3 separate regions of the Mus musculus genome follow, and all the other regions are linked to region 2. A link is a contact called in public Hi-C data. All regions are on one chromosome and are shown on one strand. The core of a region is the stretch at or near the end of the contact, and the rest is flanking DNA. Distances in the headings are between cores, read along the strand shown. Region 1 overlaps Gm37004 (a long non-coding RNA gene). Region 2 has its middle 71 kb from the start of Gm35748. Region 3 has its middle 5.7 kb from the start of Gm35748.

The links. Hi-C and Micro-C count contacts between places; a contact is called where the count stands out from the background.
Region 1: a Hi-C map of regulatory T cells shows a contact between it and region 2, with 3 times the contacts expected there. The contact joins two enhancer-like sites. A contact is called at or near these places in 10 of 484 Hi-C or Micro-C datasets (B cells, CD8 T cells, CD8 central memory T cells and 6 more) and 2 of 115 datasets of contacts at active chromatin or transcription factors (CD8 T cells and thymic regulatory T cells).
Region 3: a Hi-C map of regulatory T cells shows a contact between it and region 2, with 1.8 times the contacts expected there. The contact joins two enhancer-like sites. A contact is called at or near these places in 7 of 484 Hi-C or Micro-C datasets (the C10 cell line, CD8 T cells, bone marrow-derived dendritic cells and 3 more) and 3 of 115 datasets of contacts at active chromatin or transcription factors (CD8 T cells, bone marrow-derived dendritic cells and memory CD8 T cells).

What each region holds. Positions count from the first base shown.
Region 1 is chr2:78,978,154-78,982,453 of GRCm38.p6, reverse strand. The region is part of intron 1 of Gm37004 (a long non-coding RNA gene); the gene reads right to left. Among named protein-coding and RNA genes, the nearest start is that of Gm37004, 7.7 kb to the right of the region's middle. Within about 2 kb of position 2,238, at least 23 of the 459 cell types and tissues checked have an H3K27ac peak or open chromatin away from gene starts, as enhancers often do. A contact at or near this core is called in CD8 T cells, group 2 innate lymphoid cells and regulatory T cells, where this site is marked.
Region 2 is chr2:79,048,836-79,053,150 of GRCm38.p6, reverse strand. No RefSeq gene overlaps it. Among named protein-coding and RNA genes, the nearest start is that of Gm35748, 71 kb to the left of the region's middle. Within about 2 kb of position 2,325, at least 32 of the 459 cell types and tissues checked have an H3K27ac peak or open chromatin away from gene starts, as enhancers often do. A contact at or near this core is called in CD8 T cells, group 2 innate lymphoid cells, memory CD8 T cells and 1 more, where this site is marked.
Region 3 is chr2:79,125,981-79,130,112 of GRCm38.p6, reverse strand. No RefSeq gene overlaps it. Among named protein-coding and RNA genes, the nearest start is that of Gm35748, 5.7 kb to the right of the region's middle. Within about 2 kb of position 2,527, at least 42 of the 459 cell types and tissues checked have an H3K27ac peak or open chromatin away from gene starts, as enhancers often do. A contact at or near this core is called in CD8 T cells, memory CD8 T cells and regulatory T cells, where this site is marked.

The DNA of each region.
Region 1 (4,300 bases), core at 989-3,488, 71 kb after region 2:
TTATTTTATGTGTATGAGTACACTGAAGGTATCATCAGACACACCAGAAGATAGCATTGGATCACATTCTAGATGGTTGTAAGCCACCATGTGGTTGCTGGGAATTGAACTCAGGACTTCTAGAAGAGTAGTCGATGCTCTTAACCTTTGAGCCATTTCTCTAGCCCAAGGTTTGGTACTTTTAAGAAAGTAACATTGAAAAATTTCTAGCCCTAGAAAAATCATCTCAAATGTAATTTTATCTCATTTTTATTACATTTAACTCTGTGTGTGTGTGTGTGTGTGTGTGTGTGTGTACCACTGTATACACGTATACAAGTCAAATTGTAGAATTTGGTTCATTGGTTCCCTACTTCTCCCCATGTAGATAAAGGCCATGAGGTTTGATGGCAAGCACCCTCAAAGCCATTTTACTGGCCACAAAAAGTGATTTTTAACTCAAATATATCCTTCTTTTGTATGATAGAGTATTAAATATCTATAGGTAGCAGGCAGCTGCAAATACTAGATAAATAGTAGTGAGCAAAAATCATAGAAGCCAGCATAATAACAGTTTTGAGACCTATAAGACAACAAACTAAAGTTGGGAAGAAATCAGTTTCTGAGAACATAAGAAGCAGGCAGTAGGAGTGCAAGTAACATGAAAGGCTTAGCAACATGGGAGAGCTAATGAGGCTTCCGCTTGTTATTTAGGTAAGATCTGGACGATAAGATAGGTTGGGTTGTAGCACAAACTCAAAGAAAAACACTTTATTTGGTGACAAGATTTTTAACGCTGGAAACAGTTCATTATTTCCTAGAAAATAGTGAGGCCATGTTAAGAGAAGAATCAAAAACAAAACAAAATAAAAAACCATAAATTACCCAGGATATGATGATTAGCTCTTTCATACCTTGTAAGACATTGGAAGGAGTGGATATTTTTATTTATTTGAAACAAGAAGTATTATTAAAGACTTTCAAGAAAGCCTGATTTAACCTGCTTTACACATTTAGGGGCTCCCAGATGCTTGGCATGATGGATGGCTATGGTAGAGGACAGAAGAAAGCAATGCAAGAAAGGGGGAAATCTGTTAGGAGATGGGGTAATTTCAGTGAACGAGGACCGCTCTCATTATAGACTGGGATCACAGAAATGAGAGGAAGCAAAGGAAAAAGGATTGATGGTTTAACTCTTTATTTTACCTGAAAGGTGTGGCTTAGATCCTGATAGAGAAGGGGAAAATCAAAAGGTACTTCTAGATGTCAAGTGCAAGCAAGTGTGTGCTTGGCGATGCCATATACTGAGAGGGTGAAGAAAGAAAAAAGTTTCCAGAAGGGGAAGAACTCTATTTTGGATGCATTAACTTGAAAGTTGACTGTGAGTCACCAAATGGAAATTTCCTGAGACTAACTAGAGAGAATTAGTTCACAGCCCCCAAAAGAGGCCCCACAAAGGTAGCAGAGGGAACAGGAAGTTTCTAGCTACTATGAGTTGAAGAGATGACCTTTAGACTCTAGATAAATTAAGAAATCCATGCTGGACTGTAGCTCAGTTGGTAAAGTACTTGCCTAGCATGCATAGTGTCTCAGAGTTTATCCCCAGTACCTAAACTAAGGATAGAAGCACACTTGGAAAGTGGCTCAAGGCCATCACTGGCTACCTAATGAGTCAAGCAGTCAGGCACTTTTCTTTAGTACTAAGCAGAACACTGCTCATCATACACATCCAGGGAGACAAAATCTGGAGAAATTAGAGAGAATAGTTTCACATTTTAACATTAAGAGAGAAAATTACCCAACTCAAAAAAAATGACAGATGATTTGAGCATGCATGTTTCTTAAAATGAATACAGACAAAATTGACAGCATCGTTTGTTACTAATACATTCAAGTTAGAACGACTGAATGTAACAATACACACACATTTTTATAATTAAAATATTGACCATGCTAATAGTCTGCCGGATGGCAACAAAGAGCTTTCAAATACAGCTGTCAGGAATGAAAATGGTACAGCTACACTAGAGGAAAAAAAAATGTTAGGCAAATTCTTAAAATTTATAACCTAAAGAATGTTAAGGCTGTTATGTGACGTAACCCTCCTAGTCCTAGGTTTTTACCTAGGACAGATCAAAATACATAGCCATAGAATGAACTGTTTGTACATCAGTGGCCATATCAGCTGTACGTAGGACAGCCCTAAGCTAGAACCCACACAAATGCCCGCTGGCTGGTGAGTAAATATTTGAAGTGTCACGGGATCCTACCTCCCCGCAACCACAGCAGCAATTCACTGACAAAGGCAGCTGCACAGAGACTCAAAAGAACTAGGCCAAATTTCACAGAAAAAAAGACCTGGGCAAAAGTGTGCCATTCACAAGGGAGTGGAAAGAACCTAAAAACAATAGGAAGCATGAGGAGACTTAGTGTTGACTGTATTCATTGTTCTGCTTGAGGTAATGGTCCCATGTGTGAGCACACATGCCAGAGCCTAGCAAGTGCACATTAAAACATACACAGTGCATTATATCTCCACCATTCTCCACTCGACTCTGTGAGAAATGAAAGGAAGTTGAGAAGCAGGAAAGATCATTTGTTACTCACGGATTGAACAGAGTAAACACATTAGTTTTGAAAGGTTCAGAAATATAAATCTGACCACCAATATCATAAAGGGGGTATTTGGAACCTTGGGAGGGAATGAAGCCAATCAGAGAAGGGTTGGCATGAAGAGAGATGAAGATTCGGGGTGGGTCGGAAATCACCATCAAATCAAGCTGTAAAGTGAAGACAGTGGTGATAAACACTCTGGCTTTTATATGTTGCTTCAATCTAAAAATCAGAGCTGAAGCACTTGATGACCAGTTAGGTAATGCAGTAAGCATGCAAATCACTTAGCATCATTTGTGACTGATTTTTTTTTTAAAAAATATTTGTTCCTAGCTCTAAGAACATTGTTACTGATTCTAATTTACAAATACTATCTTTTTCCCATGTTCATATTTAGAAAACTCCCATTCAAAATGGTCTATCACTGTGAAAAGATGTGTTTCCTGAAGCTGTAATACACGCTGACTTACCTGACATTAAATTGGCAGCATCGTGCATGCTGTGCATCGCCGACTGAGCACAGAATACAAATCACCACAGAGAGGAGGAGAGAAAACCCCTCATTTGAACAGGTGTTTAGGAGACATACACCAGCAGATCCTAAGTTAAACATACTAAAGCTCAAAGATAAATTTTTTCCTTCAGGCTTAAGGTAAAGTATTTCAAGTGGCTGAGTTAATTCTCTATTTCGAATAATCTTCTCTGTTTGTTGTTTGCCTTTGTAAGACAAAAGCCCAGAAACCTTGTTAATATTACAGAATCATTTCAGATTAAGTCTCTTCGTGTTTATAATGCCAAATAACATTTTACTAGAAAGATTTCATGAGTCCCTTTCCTTGCTCAGACTGCCCACTCTGCCCTCAGCCCTATACCAAATGCTTGCACACGTGTGGTTAGTGGTGGCTCTCTCCTCTTTCAGCCTCCAGCGCTACTGCTTTCCAGAAGTCTCTCCCAAAGCCCACCATGAAACCCCCCACATTCCCTGTAACTTAAGTTTGTTCAACATTTGGCGCTGCCTGGGGTCTATTTTTTTCCAATAGTCTTCCCCATGCTTGCCCCTTCCCTCCTCCTTCCCTCCCTCCCTCCTCCCTGCCTCCCTCCCCTCCTTCCCTCATTCCTTCTTTTAGAATAGGATAGCAATCCTGGATAGGATACTCTCTCCTTCTGTTTGCTGACTATGTACATTCTAGGGCAATTGCGAATTTGCCTATTTCTATTTTCCACCTAGTTCCTTCTCAACCCTCTTCCTAGTACTGGTATCACCACCTGTGGTTTTAGCTCCCAAACTATATTTCATATAAACTAGTATTTATATGAAATGAAGACACCCCTGGGAACAAACCACACTACCTACCAAGCTCCATTTATTGGCTAGTTTCTATTGGACCTGCATGACTAGGGTTCATCTCTTATGCTTCTTATGCTAAGAAGGTATGTTTGTTCAACAAGAAAGAAATACACTGGCAGAATATAAGTCCTCCAAATAAAGTTATGATATGATGATCGGTTCGAGTTTGTAACAAGTTTATTTGAGGGGTACTTTTCATTGAAATGTGCATCAACTTGTGGTTGGCAGTCATGGGCCAGTGTAGAAAAGCTGGGGGAAATGACATTTGAGAGTGGAATCTTACCAAGTATGAACTTGCTTGGTCTGAAGCCAGGAACTCAGCATTCATCTCATGTTAGCTTCCTGTACAGCTTAAAGTAA
Region 2 (4,315 bases), core at 1,076-3,575:
CAGAAATAAATCATACATAAAGCATCCCTTAGCTAAGCCACCTAGATCCTCCTAACCATGTTGTAGCCATTCCTGTCCCTCTGGGGAAGCTCTAGTCATAAGGATGACCAGCATGGTCACAGAGCATGGAAGGCTCCAACAGACCCTTCCACATACTGTACTGAAGCCCGAGACTCCATTTGGTGTTAAACTTAATATATAAAAGTCTTACTTCTGGAAATTTCTGGAATTAGTACTAAGTTCACTCTCAAGGAATTTATTGATCTCACCTCTCAGACCTAGATGGCTAGAAAAACAAAGATTTTTTTTCCCCTTACTTTCTATGACATGAATGAGAATAAAAGAAGAAAAATATCCCTTTTCATTCCATAGGCAACCTATGATATTATCCAAAACAAGGTTTTTAAAGTATGTTAATAATATATATCCGTCTGAGATGATGTTTTGTAAATTTGAAGAGTATGCCAGTTCACTGCTGAATCTGACACTACCATCATCTATTTTAACACTAAAACAACATCTCTTCCTAACCTAGCTTCCTAGTTATTCAAGTTGTTAAGACAGATTTTATTTAAACAAAGACATCTATAGTTAGCATCTTTCTCATAATCATAATCCAAGATAAAACACTAACTCATGTAAGAGATGTGTCAGGGGATGGAGACACCTTAGTCAAAACAGACATCAGATCACAGCATGAAGGGTGTCAAAAGGACCATATACAATCTTAGTTTCACACACTCATCTCTGAAGAGCCCTCTATGAATTTCAGTGGTCACCCCACCCAGAACAGTGGCATGTTCCCATGGTAACTGATCTATTTTACACAGGAACAGGAATGTTAAGGGAGGAGAAAATAAAATAAAAACTGGAAGTGATTGTTCCGAAAATATGATGACAGCAGGCAAAAGCCTTCAGGACACATCAAGAGGGAATTTTGCCACATAGAAGGTAAGAGGCAGAGCCCGTGTTAGAATAGTTTTTAAAGTCTGAAACAAATCTAAGAATAAGATACTCGATAAAAAAATCGAGAGAGAAGAGGAAGGAAGAAAAGGAGAAGGGAAGAAAGGAAAGGCAGCAAAAAGGGAGGAAGAGACCCGAAGAAGTAAAGCCCATTCCCTATCAGATCCACCATCAGGGACAGGACAGAAAAATGTCAGTGACTGCCTTCCTCACTGGCTCTCAGAGTGATCAGCTGTGAATGGCAAAGAGGGGAGTGTCCCTGATTAAAACCATCCACTCTAGGTGGTCACAAAAGCCCTCTCTAGTTCTCCTGGCCACTAGGATGATATGATATATATATCATCCTGAAGGTGAATTATTGCAGAAGTTTGAGTTTATTTAGCCAGTTTTGAATTTTGAGAACAGGAAAACCTATGCTCCAATCTCCAGTGACAATTTCCCGCTCATCCATGTCAAAAATAAGAAAAAATCAAGGTTTTGAAAAAGAGCTTGAGTAGGCACTCATTGACAATCAATAACCTGGCTCCAGGTATTTGTAATATGGAGTCTCAGATGTGCCTCTTAACCATGGTGCTTTCTCATTTGAGTTGACCTATTTCCAGGTTTACAATAGCAATTAAAATGTACTTGATCATTTTCACCAAAATTTGTTCACTACACTTGTTTGTCACCAAACAGTTACCAGGAAGAGATGTCCAGTTTATCTAGCAGATTGGAATAAATTCATAATTCCGGCTGTAGCTCCAGAGCAGTTTGCCTCTGAACTTGTCAGTACATTGTAAACCATGCCCTTGTGACACATCTGTATGCCCCATGCTGATCAAATAAGTAAAGGTCCTTTGTGCTTCCTTCTCTCACCTGTGCACACAGCGTTTGGTTTAATAAAGCCTACCGTTCTGCATTTCAGAAGCCCCTCTTTGAGGGTACGGTTGGTGAGATCGCCCCACTTTAAGTGTAGTAAAGCTTCTTAGAATAAGCACCTTCTGTTAAATGCTTTCCACTTGCTTTCTAACTTGGGAGCAACCACTCTTCGCTCCTCACTCGGAGGCTAATGAAGGCTTCCAGCCCTTTACGCCACTTGATAGCTCAAAAAGCACTTCACAAATGGAACTCCCTTAGACCTTTGTAAGCATTGCTCCTTCACAGAAGCATCTGTCTGCTTGCTTTCCTGTCTGCTTTTGTAGCCATGCATAGTTTTAGTTAGCTGGAGTTTAGTTCTTCAGACAAACTTTACTGTATTTATAAAACACATTGATGTAAAAACATAAACACGTAGTCATAGATTCAAAACACAGACCTGGGCAGCAATGGTGTTTTTGGCAACAGATAGAGGAAGAGGAAATTGTAATGAGTTTCTTTTTGTCTCCCACAAAAACCCACAAGCTACATTTCATACTCTTATTAGAACAACAGAATCAACAGCCTCCATATGGGCCAGCTACCCAGGCACAGTAAAAATGTTATTAGAAGCCATGAATTGCAAAACAGGCCAGGTGAACAGCATAATGGAACAAACAGCACACCACAGGAAGCCAGCAAACCTTCAGGGGATCCTCTAAGGCCTCAAATACACTAAAAAGTGCACAGACAGACATGGCAGAAGTTTTGCCTGCTTTTGAGTTCTAATTTTATACTAACTATTGTGCAAACCAGGAAAATCCTCACCAAAAATTTCTGAAGCTCTTGCACTCATTCATTGCAACTCTGGTGCATCAGAGCATGCTAATATCCACCATAAGTTTACCCCTGCAAATACGGTCGGAAAACATCCTTTCGTATGTGGCTCTTCGGCTATTTGCAAGATTCAGATAAATAGAATTTGAAATATCTCCATTCTTTTCTTCTCCCTTTGTCCACAAGCTTTTAGAGCAAAATAATTCCATTCTATTCATGTCATTACTGTCTTACATTTTTTTCATGAACTACAGATGATGTGCAGATAAGTTTATAGAGCAAAGACAGTAGAATATCAGTGTGAGTTTTCCATACTAAGCTAGTGGTCCTTTGCTTATCTATCACCCAGGTTAATATACAGGTCTGACAGCAGTGGAAATTGTAAATGGTCTTTAATAGCTGTGTGTTCAACCAATTCCAGTGCAGATGTACTTGTATGAAAATCATCAAAGGTCAAATTTTACCTTGTAAGAGCAAAGACAAGAAATTATGGTCACCAGAGCCTAACAGTATAGATCAGAGATATCAACCAGATGTTATCAGTTGCATAGAACAATTTTAAGAGTTTATCTGTATAGTCATAGTGACTATGCTAGTCATGTTATGAGTTATATATCAAAATTGTTAAGTGGGATCTTAGATGTCCTCATTGAACACACAGATTAAACCTACGAGGTGATACGTTAGTCTTTGGTTTAGTCACTTCACAACACATATATATCTAAAAGCATCATGGTATCAACTGTACATATGGACAAGATAATAGGTAAGTCACATACATGTATTTATTCCTTTTTAAAATATCAGTTAAGATACCTTTTACCCAGCAAATTTCACAACAAGTTGCTATAAGTTAAAAGTATAAGTGAATAGTTACAATATGCTATAAAATGACATATATGTGTTAATGAATAGATCACAACGGCTCAGAATCAGCCTGACCCTGTCCCATTCAAGCAGTAGTTAAGTAGATCACAAGCCCAGAACTGTGAGACAAGAATCACAGTTTTGTCTTGGCATTGAAAGGTAAATTAGTCTCTTTTATTTTCTTTGGAGCCAAGGGTAAAACCAAAAATCTCTAATATATATTATACAACCTATGGCTTCAAACACCAACGACACAGACAAGAAGGAGGAAGATGTCCCTTTTGCATTTACTCTCAGTACTCACACCCTTAGGGGGAAACCACACCCTAGTCACTAAGGCACTTTGCTACATTCAGAATGGATCTGTACATTTTAACAGCTTAGAAAAATAGCCTGTCCAGGTCAACACTTCTGATTTTTGCCTGACGCATTTGCACGTACAGAGTTCTGACTATATATTGAATGCATTTTCAAGACTAACAGAGTTCCACATATCTTCTTATCAGGTAAGTAACAAGGAAAATGTTCACTGGATTTTGTGCCTTTTTAATGCATGAAATGGGTTAATTTTTATAAAGAATTATAAGACTTCACTCTCTCTATATATATATCATATACATACACCATATATAAAAATGGAAAGTCCAGTGCCTGACCTTCAATGACCTAATTCGTGACCACTGCTGCAAGACCTTTAGCATTGCCTCACACCTTGGCAGTTTCCTCTTTCTTTCTTTTTTTTTTTTTTATATTTTTTATTAGGTATTTTCCTCAATTCCACTTCCAATGCTATCCCAAATGTCCCCCATAC
Region 3 (4,132 bases), core at 1,278-3,777, 77 kb before region 2:
CCTCTCCTGTTGAAGTCCTTATTTTAACTAAGCCCTTCCTACATTGTTAATGTTTTCATTTGTATGTGAACAGTTGAGTTTAGAGCCACTTGCTGAGTGTGGGTGGGAGGTACTTGACTGGAGTATCAACAACTTACCTTCTTGAAGACATTCTAAAATGGCTGTAAAGAAAACTCCATTGCTGGTACTAGGTGCACTTCTCATTCAAGTCTCTGATGCGATGCCACAAGATGTTCTATAGGCTAAGTTTAAGAAGACTTAGTTCACAAGAGTAGCCTGTTAGAACATGGTATCACTTTAGAGTTCTGTTTGTTTATTTATTTACATCTCAAACGCTGCTCCCCTTCCCACTCCTTTACAGGGCCCTTCCCTCTCCTCTGAGAAAGTGTGGCCCCCCCGGGTATCCTTCCACCCTAGCATATCAAGTCTCTTCTAGATTAGGTTCCTCCTCTCCTACTAGCAGACAAAGCAGCCATGGAGACTGAGCCACATGTCTGCTACATATGTTCCGGGGGCCTTGTCCCAGCTTGCTAATGTTCTTTGGTTGGTGGCTCAGGCTATAAGAGCTCCCAGGCATCCAGGTTAGCTGACTCTGTTGGTCTTTCTGTAGTGTTCCCTTCCCTTTTAGGGCCTTCAATCTTTCCCCCCAGCTCTTCCATAAGAGTCCCAACACCATCCAATGCTTGGCTGTGGGTATCTCCATCTATTTTGCTCTGCTGCTGACTAGAACCTCTCAGAGGACAGTTATGCTAGACTTTTTTCCACAAGCATAACAGCGTATCATAATGTCAGAAATTGGTGCTTGCCCATGGGAGGGTTTTTGAGTTGGACCAGTTATTGGTTGGCCTTTCCTTCAGTCTCTGCTCCATCCTGCATTTCATATATATATATATATATATATATATATATATATATATATTAGATATTTTCTTTATATACATTTCAAATGCTATCCCGAAAGTTCCCTATACCCTTCCCCTGCCCTGCTTCCCTACCCACCCACTCCCACTTCTTGGCCCTAGCATTCCCCTGTACTGGGGCATATAAAGAGTCCCCAAGGGGCCTCTCTTCCCAGTGATGGCCAGCTAGGCCATCTTCTGCTACATGTGCAGCTAGAGACATGAGCTCTTGGGGTACTGGTTAGTTCATATTGTTGTTCCACCTATAGGGTTGCAGACCCCTTCAGCTCCTTGAGTGCTTTCTCTAGCTTCTCCACTGGGGGCCCTGTGTTCCATCTTATGGATGACTGTGAGCATCCACTTCTGTATTTGCCAAGCAGTGGCATAGCCTCATATAAGACAGTTATACCAGGGTCCCTTCAGCAAAATCTTGCTGGCATATGCAATAGTGTCTGGGTTTGGTGGCTGATTATGGGATGGATCCCCAGGTGGTGTAGTCTCCAGATAGTCCATCCTTTCGTCTTAGCTCCAAACTTTGTCTCTGTAACTCCTTTCATGGGTATTTTGTTCCCTGTTCTAAGGAGGAATGAAGTTTCCACCCATTGGTCTCCCCTCTTCTTGATTTTCTTGTGTTTTGCAAATTGTATCTTGGGTGTTCTATGTTTCTGGGCTAATATCCACTTATCAATGAGTGCATATCTAATGACTTCTTTTGTGATTGGGTTACCTTACTTAGACAGAACAAATTTTGGGTCAAAAGTTTTGTGGGTGGGTTGGTGTCCTTATTTCTCTACTGGGGGTCTTGCCTGGCTACAGGAGATGACCTCTTCAGGTTCTATATCCCCACTGTTAGGCTTCTTAGCTGAGGTCACCCAAATTGACTCCTGGTAGGCTCCCCTATCCCAGGTCTCTGGGACTTCCCAGAGATCCCCCCTCCAACCTCCCCACCTCTTTCACCCCCAGCAAGTGTAGATTTCCATTCATTCTCCTGGGCCTCTTTCCTGTCTCTTCCCACACCTGACCCTGCCTCCCTATTCTCCTCCCGCTCCCCTCTCCCACCCTGTTCCCTCCTTTCCTCTGTCTCTTATTCTGTTTCCCCTTCTAAGTGTGATTCAAGTACCCTTGCTTGGGCCTTCCTTCTTATCTAACTTCTTTGGGTCTGTAGGGTATATCATGGGCATTCTATACTTATCAGTGAGTACATACCATGCCTGTTCTTTTGAATCTGGGTTACCTCATCCAGGATAATATCTTCTAGTCCTATCCATTTAACTGCAAAATTTATGATGTCCTTGTTTTTAATGGCTGAATCATATTCTAATGTGTAAATGAACCACATTTTCTTTATCCATTCTTCAGTTGAGGGACATCTAGATTGTTCCCAGCTTCTGGCTATTATGGATAAATTTGCTATGAACATAATGGAGCATGTGTCCTCGTGGTATGGTGGAGCATATTTTGGGTCTACGGCCAGGAACAGTATAGCTGAGTCTCTTCTTTGAGACACTGATGCCCCAGACAAGAATTGCACCTTAATGGCTTGAAACCAACTTCTCCTTCCTTGCCTTACATTTGCGGTGTTCAAAGAGGACACAAGCAAAGGTTTCAGTTACAGAGTAAACAGGCTAAAAATGTACATCCTGTGAAAGACTCAGAGAATGAGACTCCACAGGAGTCGGAAGACTCAGAAAGGGGAGAGGACTCACAAACATTTTACAAACACCTTTGTTCCTCTGGATGTCTCCTTCCGCCCCTTAGATCCTTTCTGTCACATCCTGTTCCCCTCCTTTCAATAACCCATTCCCCTTTATTTCTATGGCTTTTGACTCATTTCTGCATCTCCTTTATTGTGGACAATTCTTCAATGTATTTAAAATGAAGATATTTACAGAACAGTAAATGAAAATGATACAGTTCTTTTCTTTTTTTCCCAGTTTGTCCTCATCCGGCGTCTGATGCTTCTTATGAGCCTTGACCTCCCTTGCTGGGTGGAGGAGTCTCTCTCGGCTCCTGCACACATGAATCATGCAGTCACTTCCAGAATAAAGTCTACTTCCTTTTAAAGACCACCTAACATATAATTAGCTATGTGTTTATTCCTCAGAGCAAGGCTAATACCACATTCACATTTTAATACAGGAAGTATTTACTTGGTATATAATGTGTGGCTTGTATTTTCTACAGTAAGGTTGCCTAGAATTTATTATTAATACTGTGCATTGGTCACTACAATATGATTAGTGAGTAGTTTTGTGACATTACTTTAATAACCTCTTTGCAAGATCACCTATTTATATTTTATCTGGTGAAATAATAAACTTTCAATACTGGAATGTAAATTTGGCACAGCCTTGTTCACAGCTGTTAAGAGAATACAAAATGAAAACCCCATAGCTGGTCATGTTCATATCATAAATGGATTAATACTGACTTTTGCTGATACATCCTCAACTGAACGTAAACCTTGAAATGAGGAAACGTGAGACTTTACTTTCTTTAGTTTTGTCAACTGTTTGAGGTCAAGCTCCTGAAGATAAGAAAGCACACCACACTGCAGAGATATAGATGTATATATATATACTCTACAACAGTTTCAAACTGTCACTATAGCTTCCCAGACCGCAAGATAGCTCCACTAGTAGGGAGAGAGACTCAAGTATTTTAAGCAATTCTCTCACACAATAGTTTTTTGGTTGTTGACAGTTAAGCTGTGGACTGAGGGTCAAGGGTACTGAGAGTGGTGAGTGGCAACCTTTTATGCCTCTCACTTGTTGGACTCCCTGTCTTTCTTCTCAGCTATTCAGGGGCTCTGAGGTGAAACTACAGTACTGTAAGCATCGAATCTGCAAAGTCTAGTGACACCCCCGCCCCCTAGGCACGGGCACAGAGAACAGAGGCTCCTACTTCACACTAGGACCCTAATCAGCATTTTAATTGTGTAGCAGGCAGGTATTTAATTAAGATACTGGTGCTTCCTAGTTTAAACTCCTCTAACTCCCTCAGGATGATCATCATGATTATGATCTTTTGGGGGAAAGGAGGACATCTATTTTAAAGTGCATCTCTGCTGCTGTGATTTAATTTAAACATAAAAACAACCAGGTTTGGTTTTGAAAGCTGATAGGATTGGGATGAAAAGAATATAATTTTTGAGGCCAGAGTAACCCAACATAGATGACACTTATGACCCATTTGGCCCTGGATGCTTTATCTAACATCTCCAATGTTTTCTT